Linked DNA regions of Zea mays: region 1 is linked to region 2. The links are chromatin contacts, called in public Hi-C maps. All regions are on one chromosome and are shown on one strand. Each heading gives the region's core, a stretch centred on a gene start, on an enhancer-like site or on the middle of the called end of the contact. The rest is flanking DNA. Distances are from core to core; before and after follow the strand shown. Region 1 holds the start of LOC103647136 (cation/H(+) antiporter 15). Region 2 holds the start of LOC100281227.

Region 1 (4,970 bases), core at 967-3,466, 410 kb before region 2:
AAGAGAGGGATAGGGAATATGTATGCACTTTTTCTACACTTGTATGCTACAAAGGTGTGTTTCTTGGGGTCGTGGGGGCTCCTTTATATAGCCCAACACCCCTTGTAGCCGTTGGAAATCACCAAAGGAAACATATCTGCGCGGGGGGCACCGAACCAGTCTGGTGCGTTAATGGATCAGGTCCCTTAGCCCCGAGTCTGGGATCTTGATTGGCAGCTGCCTCTTATGGTGGTCCCTAGACCGGTCTGGTGCACCACCGAATTGAGGTCCATGTAAGCTAGCCGTTGAGCCAACCAGCGCGCCTCGAACCAATCTTTACCTAGCGGTCTGGTGCACCATCGGACCAGCACTATAGACGGTCTGGTGAGTTATAAAGTATAATTCCCGAGACCTCCAAGTTCATCCGTACAGGCGGTCCGGTGTGCCAGGCCGCCTGAGGCCTCCTTCTAACCCGACTACACAACCAGTCTAGTGCACCATCGGACCACAACTGCAGACGATCCAGTGCACCTAGACAGACTACAGTGAAGTCTTTTCTTAGCGAATTCTTTTCCATTCAACTTGGAATTCTATGAGGGCTTTCCTATGACTTAGACAGACATGATTAGAGTATAATCCAATTGACTAAGTCTTGGAAACTCACCTCCTTCTCCATTTCTCTGTTTCTCCTCAAACAGGGATCAAAGTGATACTTTTGCTACAATACAAGGTAGAGTGCAAACCAAAGTGCCAAACACATAGTAAAAGGTGTATGCAACATGTTTGAATGATCAAACCTCTCATACTTAACCTTTTTCATCATTTTGCTCTTTTTGGCTTGTTTGAGCTCGAGGTTGGACTCCAAAACTCCAAGTTGTAAAACTCTATCATTCTAGCCATCACTTGAGTTCCAACACCTTCTAATGATCACTAAGAATATTTCTAAACTCAAGAGTGACCCAAACTCCATATTCAAGTACACTTAGATCTTTGGGACCTTCCATGTTCTGACTTTGATACTTAGTTTTTTCTTGTGACCATTACTCCACTTGACTTAAACCATTAAATCATAAGCATTACCTCAATGGTTGTAAGTCACATCCATATATCGCGGTCTTGAACGCATTGGGACTCTTCTCAGCTTGACCAACCTTGACTTCTTACAAGACCATCTTCTCCACTCTTGGCTTTTGGTACCTCAGTCTTCTTGACCTTCTCCCTTGCACTAGTACCTTGAAGTCCTTCTTGCCTCCGTCCTTAGTTCGATCAGTTGTCCCTGACTTAAGTACATTGATTTCCACTTAATCAATGTCCATCCTTCATCTACTTATCACGTGTTGAACTTTGTAAGCTTTTCCCTAAGTCTCTATTCAACACTTGACACACAGGTCAGACCTTTAATTGTGTTGTCATCCAAAACACCAAAACCCATAAGAGACCTTTCAAGCATACCCAACTTCATCATATGGTACCGGTAGACCCTAACGAATCTATGCTGGTGAGCACCGATGTCCCTCCTCATGGTTCGACGACTAAAGGAGGAGGGGAGATGCAACAGGAAGGAGGTATGTCAATCATCGAGATGACGTTGACACTGTCCATGACCACATCCAACTTTCACCTCGATCCCAAATGTATAACAACCATCTCTAACTCTTCGCTACTGTAATAGAAAAATCTATATCCACACCAATTAATTCATTATCCAAAAACATAGATATGTTATATGGGATCAACAAGACCCTAAGGCCCTGTTCCAATCCTCTAGAGCTAATTGTTAGTCAGTTAATAAGTTGTTAGCTGCTTTTAGCTGTGTTGGAGCAGCTAACGACTAATAGCTATTTGAGAGTTATAACTAACAGTTAGTTGGTCCATTAGCTGACCCGTTCTATACCTTTCAAGTAATTTTAGCTGCTAACTATTGGTTTTAGAGGTTTAGAACATGGCTTATGTATGAGAAACATCCTACCAAACTCCACTTGGGAGATGCAGGTTAAATCTGTAGTTTGTAGATTACTAGTCAGATAACCGTGCATTGCTATTGTTTCTATATATCACATGGGGGTAGACATTGTTTTAATAAAACATAAAAATATGTGTGTTTTGATGGTTACGTGTGTGTAATTGTGAAGCCAACAACTAAGGTTCGAACCCCGCTTATGCATAATTTCGTCGTGCGAACCGTGAAATTGATGCTTTATTTAGTTGAGAAATAAAATCAACGCAAATGTTTAGATCTATTATAATAACTGATAAACAAAATGTTTAATAGAGCTATGAATACCCGCAGCTTTAGCAAATTCATGAAGATGCAAAATTCGTAGTAAAATCTGGCCCTACATACCAGCCACACGTGGAGGTCGAGCTCACAACCACCAGTCATGCACGAGTGCATGCAAATGCAATGCAACAAGCAGAGTTCCGTCCAAGAATAACAGCTCCTCGTCTCCTCGCTCCCATGGATCACTCGGCACCCCACACGTGTTTCTCCACCATCTATCCCCGGCGCGGCGCGTACGTCCACCAGTGACCGACCGTCACATCAGCCATCATCGCCGGCGGCGACGAAGGAGCTAACAATCGATCTACCGGCCCACGAGCGAACCGAACGGCGGAGGATCGATGGCGGCGACGACGGTAACCGACCCGCTGGCGGAGCTGTGGAACCACACGATGTCGACGGGCCGGTCGGACCTCTACTGCTTCGACCCGAGGAAGATCACCATGAAAGGCATCTGGACGGGGGACAACCCGCTGGACTTCGCCCTCCCGCTCCTCCTCTTCCAGATCATCCTCATCACCGCCACCACACGCGCCGTGGCGCTGCTGCTGGCGCCGCTCCGCCTCCCGCGATACATCGCCGAGATCCTGGCGGGCTTCCTCTTGGGTCCCTCCGTGCTGGGCCGCGTCCCACTCTTCTCCGACATCGCCTTCCCAGTCCGCAGCATCTTCATCCTCGAGTCCATGTCCCTCATCGGCCTCGTCTACTACACCTTCACTATCGGCGTCGAGATCGAGCTCCACACCGTCCTCCGCTCGGGATTGCGCAGCTTCTGGTTCGCCGCCGCCTCCGCGCTCCCGCCCTTCGTCGTCGGCATCGTCACAGGCTACGTCGCGCTCACCGGCAGCGACGACGACAGCGGCGGAACAACGACGACGGCCGCCAAGGCCGAGCAGAAGTTCCTCAACCGCCTCTCCTTCCCCGTCTTCCTTGGCGCCACTTTCTGCTCCACCGCCTTCTCCGTGCTTGCGCGCAACATCGCGGAGCTCAAGCTCGCCGGCACCGACGTGGGCCAGCTCTCCATCTCGGCGTCCCTCATCAACGACACCTTCGCGTGGGCCGGGCTCACCGTCGCCACGGCGCTGGCGCACGTCCGCTACGGCATGGTCCCGTGCATCTGGACGTTCGTGTCGGGCGTCGTCATCGTCAGCATCAGCTACCTTGTCGTCCGCCCCATGCTCGTCCGCCTAGCGCACCGCGTCGCCGAGGGCGAGGTCGTCAGCGAGGCGCAAGAGTGCTGGGTCCTCGTCGGCGTCCTGGTAGCCGCGCTCGTCGCCGACGCCGGAGGCACGCACGCCATATTCGGCGCCTTCGTTTTCGGCCTCGCCGTGCCCAACGGGCCTGTCGGCGTCGCCATCGTAGAGAAGGTAGAGGACTTCGTGATGGGAACGCTGCTGCCGCTCTTCTTCGCCATGAGCGGGCTCCGCACGGACACCGCCTCGATCACCAGCATGCCCGCTGCGGTGCTGCTGATGGTGGCCGCGCTGGCCGCTGCCGCCCTCAAGGTTGCCGCCGCAGTAGGCGTCGCCGCCGTGTTCGGCATGCCGCTGCTTGACGGCACGTCGATCGGCCTGCTGCTCAACACCAAGGGGATCATCGAGCTCATCATCCTCAACATCGGCAGGAACAAGAAGATCATGAGTGACCAGTCGTTCACGGTGCTGGTGTTCATGTCGGCGCTGATCACGGCGCTGGTGACGCCGCTGCTGGCCCTGGTGGTGAAGCCGGCGCGGCGGCTGGTGTTCTACAAGCGGCGCACCATCGCGTGGCCGCAGTTGGAAGCGGAATTCCACGTGCTGGTGTGCGTGCACATGCCGCGCGACGTGCCGGCCCTCCTGACGCTTCTGGACGTGGCGTCGCCCTCCGACCGGTCACCCGTGGCGGTGCAAGCGCTGCACCTGATTGAGTTCGCGGGGCGGTCGTCTGCGCTGCTCCTGATCAACGCGTCGGCGCCGTCGTCGTCGTTCGAGCACTCGGTGCACCGGCGCAGCCAGGTGGAGCTGCAGTTCAAGCACATCGCGCACGCCTTCATGGCCTACGAGGAGAACGTGGCGGGCGTGTTGGCGCGCACCATGGCGGCCGTGTCGCCGTACGCGACGATGCACGACGACGTGACGTCCGCCGCGGAGGAGCAGCACTCGGCGCTCATCCTGCTGCCGTTCCACAAGCACCGGTCGGTGGACGGAGGGCTGGAGGTGTTCCACCCGGAGATCCAGGCACTGAACCAGAGCATCCAGCGCTTCTCTCCCTGCACCGTGGGCATCCTCGTCGACCGCGGCCTGGGCGGCGTGCCGGGCGCCGGGTGCCGCGTGGCGGCGCTATTCTTCGGCGGGCGCGACGACCGCGAGGTGGCAGCGCTGGCGATCCGTATGGTGTCCAACCCGGCCATCGACCTCACGCTGCTCCGGTTCGCCCAGAAGGGCGGCAGTTTCACGGGCACCGAGTTCGATGCGCTCAAGGAGCGCAAGGCCGACGACGGGATCCTGCGGGAGTTCCTGGACCGGGCCAACAGCGTCAGCGGCGGCGGCGGCGCGGGCGTGGAGTACCGCGAGCGCGGCGTGTTCAACGCCAGCGAGATGGTGGCGCAGATCAGGGAGGTGGAGGCGCTGGGGAAGGACCTCTTCGTGGTGGGCAAGGTGCCGGGACTGCCGGCGCTCACGGCGGGGATGGCGGAGTGGAGTGAGTGCCCGGAGCTGGGGCCTATCGGGGA
Region 2 (5,452 bases), core at 297-2,796:
TATTTTGTCAATCGTTTTTTTCGGACACTCGGCAAAAGTTTTTTAACGAGTGCCACGGAAAAAAACCCTCGGTAAAATAAAACACTCGGCGAAAAAGCTCTTTACCGAGTGTTTTATTTTTGACACTCAGCAAAAAACTTCTTTGCCGAGTGTTTTATTTTTGACACTCGGCAAAGAGTTTTTTCAACACTATGCAAAGACAATTTAAAAATCACATTTTAAAGCAGTAAATTAATTCAAATAAAAAAGTTTTTAACTACAAATTTGTATATAGGCAAAGAGAATTTTGTAGTTGGCAACTTTTTCATTTAAAATCATCTTGTCAACGAAAACTACGTCTAAATTTAAAAAAAATTAAATTTGAATTTTAAAACGACCTCGAAAGAAAAAACCACCAACATGAAATTTGTAGGTATTGAAGAGTTATGATACTTTGTAGTTGACAATGTTTTGGTTTGAAATCATCTTGTCATGCAAAACTATGTTTGAATTTTAAAATTTGAAATTTTTAAAATACCTCGGATGGAAAAACTATCAAAATAAAAGTTGTAGATCTTGAAATGTAATGAAATTTTGTAACTGATAATTTTTTTATTTGAAATCATCTTATCATTGAAAAATTCATGTGAAGTTTTAAATTTGAAATTCAAATTTTGTAAACGGTCTCGGATGTAGAAACTATCAAAATAGAACTTGTAGATCTCAAAAGTTATGCAACTTTATAGTTAGTCACATTTTCAAATAAATTCATTTAGTACCTTAAATAATCAAATTACTCTCGGTTTGTTATAGTACATGAGGAATAGAAGCGTAATATAGATATAATTGATGTAGTAGTGTAGTGGTAGAGGAGGGTACGCGCGAGAGAGGTTGCGAGTTCAAATTTCACCATTCACAAAGCATGTAAATTTGATTCAAAATAATAGTGAAAATGATAGGGCGATGAATATGGTAATGGATAGTGGTGGGTGAGTTGTTCCCATAATTTAAAAAAATGATTTGCTGTTTTTGGGGGTTTTTTATTCTTAATTTGCATTGCCGAGTGTGCGAAAAAAAGTACTCGGCAAAGAACCATTTATCGATAAAATATTTGTTAAGCCTTTACCGAGTGTAAAATGGTTTTTATAGTAGTGCTGGGTTCGAGCTTATATGATACGCGTGTATACTTTTAGGAATAGGTTGTAGTTCTAACTTAGGGCATGTTTGGTTTGATGACTAACTTGCTCCGCTTTGCTACACTTTTCTGCTTAAGGTTAGTTCTTAAATTCGAACGACTAACCTTAGGCAAAGTGTGGCACGTTTAGCCACAAACCAAACAGCCCCTTAGTCTCGTGTTTGAATAGTGAGGCAATAAAAAACATCAAGTAAATGCAACTGAAATCTTGATACTGATCCGATGGCCATGATTCATTATATACCTGGACCTAGATAATATATAGATAATTTTTTTTATCTGTCCTAATTAATCAAAACCGTGTGAAGACTTTCCTTCCTCGGCAAGCCACCGCAGCGCTATAAAACTCGGCTTCCTTCTCCCACTTCTTAACGATTCCTCCATCTTTCTTGTGCCCACAAGCTTCCTCCTCCATTTTTTTTATCTGCTTTTTCCCCCTCGGCTGTTCCTACTCAGGCTGGGCAGCAGAGCTAGCAGTGGTCCCTGGTGCTTCAGGCGACCGGCCATGGTGGAGCTGGAGCCTAGTGTGAAGTCGGAGCATGGTGGAGGAGTCGGCCTGGTCCTGCCTCCTGGCTTCAGGTTCCATCCCACAGACGAAGAGGTCATCACCAGCTACCTCCTGCACAAGTTCCTGAACCCTAGCTTCGCGCCGCACGCCATCGGGGAGGTGGACCTCAACAAGTGCGAGCCATGGGATCTCCCAAGTAAGTTGTCATTACACACAGCTGATTTTCTTCCTTTCTTTTCTTTTGACAAGAAGGCCGGTAGCTACTAGCTAGACGTACATGTGTAAATTAATGCTTAATCACTAAGGCAAGGCGAAGATGGGGGAGAATTCCAAGGAGTGGTACTTCTTCTGCCACAAGGACATGAAATACCCCACGGGCACGCGCGCGAACCGCGCCACCAAGGAGGGCTACTGGAAGGCCACAGGCAAGGACAGGGAGATCTTCAAGCCAGCTGCAGGGCGTGACCGTGACCGCGAGCTAGTGGGGATGAGGAAGACGCTGGTGTTCTACATGGGCAGGGCTCCGCGCGGCACCAAGACCAACTGGGTGATGCACGAGTTCCGCCTCGAGGGCAAGTCCAGGCACACCTGCAACGACCTACGCTTCAATCCCAAGGTAATAACGTGCGGTTTCAGTTCTACTGCTACTGCTACTTCTTCAACAACGCTAGCTAATTCTTCTCTTGGACGTGTTGAAAAAATCGTATCTTTTTTGTTTCTGTTTTTTGGTTTATTATCTTCAGGATGAATGGGTCGTGTGCAAGGTGCACCACAAAGGGGCCGAAGAGGCCAGCGCCGCCAAGAAGTCCGCCGGCGGGGGCGGCGAGGAGCACTACTACTCCACCGCAACGCCCAACGTCAGCTCCGTCGAAGGCGGCGACGAGTTCCTCGTCGACTCCCTGCTGGATTACTCCAGCTACTTCAACTGCTTCGCAACCGGTGGCTTGCCTCTGCCCAGCACGACGGCCAACTCAGCCGCAGCACCTGCAACGAACGACGACGACTCCTCCTGGAGCATGCTTCGTCACGCGCCGGCAGACCAGCAAGCAATGGTGGGGAGCTACAGCTTGCACCACCAGGCAATGAAGGCGAAAACTGTAGGCGGCGTCACCTCCCCGAGTTTCTCCGCTGGTTTGCCGAGCTCGCCGGTGGCGGACTACGTGGGAAACGATGCTTCTGGCTACCATACAAACAACTATTAATTAACGATGGATGATGAGCCGCTGCCGAAAATATAGTGATCCAATAGGTGGTGTTAGGCTATTCACACTTACTGTACAGTTTTAAAACAATGTCACATCAAATTTTGTTTATGGAACCGTGTACACTGAGTTTCAACTAGATGCAACTCTCTCATCTCTCATAGAAATATCTTTATCTATCTCCTTATTAAATTCTTATTACCATATCATCCTAGTTGATTATGTGACAGAAAATTTAATAAAGATGAAACTCAAATGAAATCTTCACTAGGAATAGCCCTTAGCTCTTGCTTGCATTGGTAGATACTGTACTAGCTGTGATTCTTATAAAGGCTTCTTGATATATAAAAGGCATTTGAATCTGTCACTAGCTTACTATAAAGACGAAGCCAAAGGAAAACCTTGGCGCACAAGTCAGCAAATAAAACGGGAGCTGTAGTGTTGATGTACAGCTTGGTGCAAGCTAATCATGCCAGAAGATCATGTGCAGTGCCTGCCGCAGCATTCAGTATCTTTCATCATCTACTAATAAGGCCATCTTCAGCAACTTTACTTATCACATCTCTTATTCAAACTTCACTCGATAAACAGTAGTCTAAAACAGTGTTTTGCACAATCACATGCACAATCTACTGGCCGCAGCCTAACTATCCAAGATATTTCTACTATGGCCAGCATGCATGCATGGTTCCTCGGACCGGTGTCAATGGGGGCGGTATTGACCGCTAGCATGACGGCTCAGACGATCGGTGTCGACCCCTCCAGACGCAGCGCGGGATGGTACGACTGGCTGGCTGATCGGATGAGGTCTCCGACCGATCGGTCTAGGCGACATCACCCATGTTGGAGACCACACGGTTTGTACCGACCAGTGCGTTGGGCCACGACCGTTGCCGTCCGGACACAGTTGGCACCGACCGCTTGGTGTCCACGTGGTAGCATGCGATTCATCCATTCAATTTCAGTCATTTTAATTTGCAAAAATCCAAAAAAAAATCAATAAAAAACCAGAAAAATTATTAAATTCACTCTGTAAATAGAGGTGGTCCTTCCCTTCATTCACACACTTTCACTTTCAATTCTCAAGTCTTATCCTTCATTCACACACTTCCATTTTTGTTTAGGGTTTAGGATCCTTCGAACCTCCATCCGAGGTGGAGTCCCAACTACTAAACTTTCATGGATTTGCTCAACGAACAATCTTCGCAACGTCCCGAGACCCTTTTGGGTGTCTAATAAGTTTTATTCAATTGTCTTTCTCCCATTCACCATCGACGAGAGGAAGGTCATGCTTATTTTCGTGGCTTAACTCCTCAACCACCTCTATTTCCTTACTTGTTGGCGCTGATCTGTGTGCCAAACACTAGAATGAACCACCTGGCAGTGCTCTCTACGGCGGCACGGACGTCCGTGACCCTAGCCTGGACGGTCTGCGACATATGGGCGTAGGAGCGGATCCTCCTCTGCACACATCCAGACGGTCCGCTCCTGGGGCTGGACCGTCCGCGATGTCGCAGGGTCTTCATCTCCGTGAAGAACCCTAGAACTCGCCTCCAGGTAGATCATGTCGAGGAGAAGAGTTCCAGGGGTTGCTCCGAGGTCGGCAGGCCACCCGGGGCATCCCTAATCGGCGTAGAATCGAAGAGTGATGGTTGTGGAAGACTAAACTAGATCTAAAATAGGGCTAGATTACTCCTCTTAAGGAATGGAAAGAACAGTGCAATTAAGATAAATTTGATAAGTAGATTTGATTGGATCGATTGTGGGGGTTCTCAATCTACCCCTTCATATATATAGGGGAAGGTCTGGACCTGTTACAATCAGTTCTCGAGTTAATCCCGCAGGTATTGCTAACAAATCTCGCTAGAAATCTAGAACTCTAACTGATTCTGAGCACGCGCGGACCGTTCGCGTCGCCATCGTGGACCGTCCAATGGTTATATTGGTGCTCAACATATGCCCCCTGCCTTTTGGTGCAGGTTGACGAACCAAAAAGCATATTTACTGCCAACACTCTTCGAGAAACAATAGATCTCACAAGTTATCTTGTTCCCAAAGTAAGAACTAAGCCTGATGCAAGTTATTGGTTTTCAATTCAATAGGATGATTATTCAGCACATAAAGGTCGTTTTAGATTGCATATTTCTCGACCATGACCATCTGATCAATGGTTAAGAAGGTATAGAATGGATGTGCCCTAGCCTCAATAGGCAAATTGACTATTCATGTACCACGGGTTCATCGTCGTACTATTCCACATTTGAACAAGATAATATATCGACGATGAGTAGGTGGGTGGAAAGTATCCTGGCATCACTGGATGAATAGGATATGCTTGTTGCATCGCCTTTCTGGCCGTTTTATTCAGCCGTGTTGCCTTTGCGAGTGATCGGAGATGCTTCATTGGTCGATTGCAAGGTACGACCTTTTCAAAAGCAGGGATGGCTTTAACTAGCCGTCCAAAAGTTTTAGATGAATTTTTCTTCGACAAACCTGTTTCTGGTTGTCAATGCTTGAAGGCGCATGGATGTTGTGGCCTCTGGTTGCTGTCGGACCGTCCAGCTGAGT

Evidence for each region. A called contact is a pair of places that touch in the nucleus more often than the background predicts.
Region 1: a contact with region 2 is called in a Hi-C map of leaf, with 2.4 times the contacts expected there. The contact joins the promoter of LOC103647136 here to the promoter of LOC100281227 in region 2. A contact is called at or near these places in 2 of 25 Hi-C or Micro-C datasets (both in leaf).

The regions. Positions count from the first base shown.
Region 1 is chr2:154,781,866-154,786,835 of Zm-B73-REFERENCE-NAM-5.0, reverse strand. LOC103647136 (cation/H(+) antiporter 15) reads left to right here and starts at 2,216. Exons shown (of 1, transcript XM_008671700.2): 1 at 2,216-4,970. The coding sequence starts at 2,602.
Region 2 is chr2:154,369,085-154,374,536 of Zm-B73-REFERENCE-NAM-5.0, reverse strand. LOC100281227 reads left to right here and starts at 1,546. Exons shown (of 3, transcript NM_001154146.1): 1 at 1,546-1,878; 2 at 1,988-2,298; 3 at 2,426-3,023. The coding sequence starts at 1,680. The coding sequence ends at 2,884.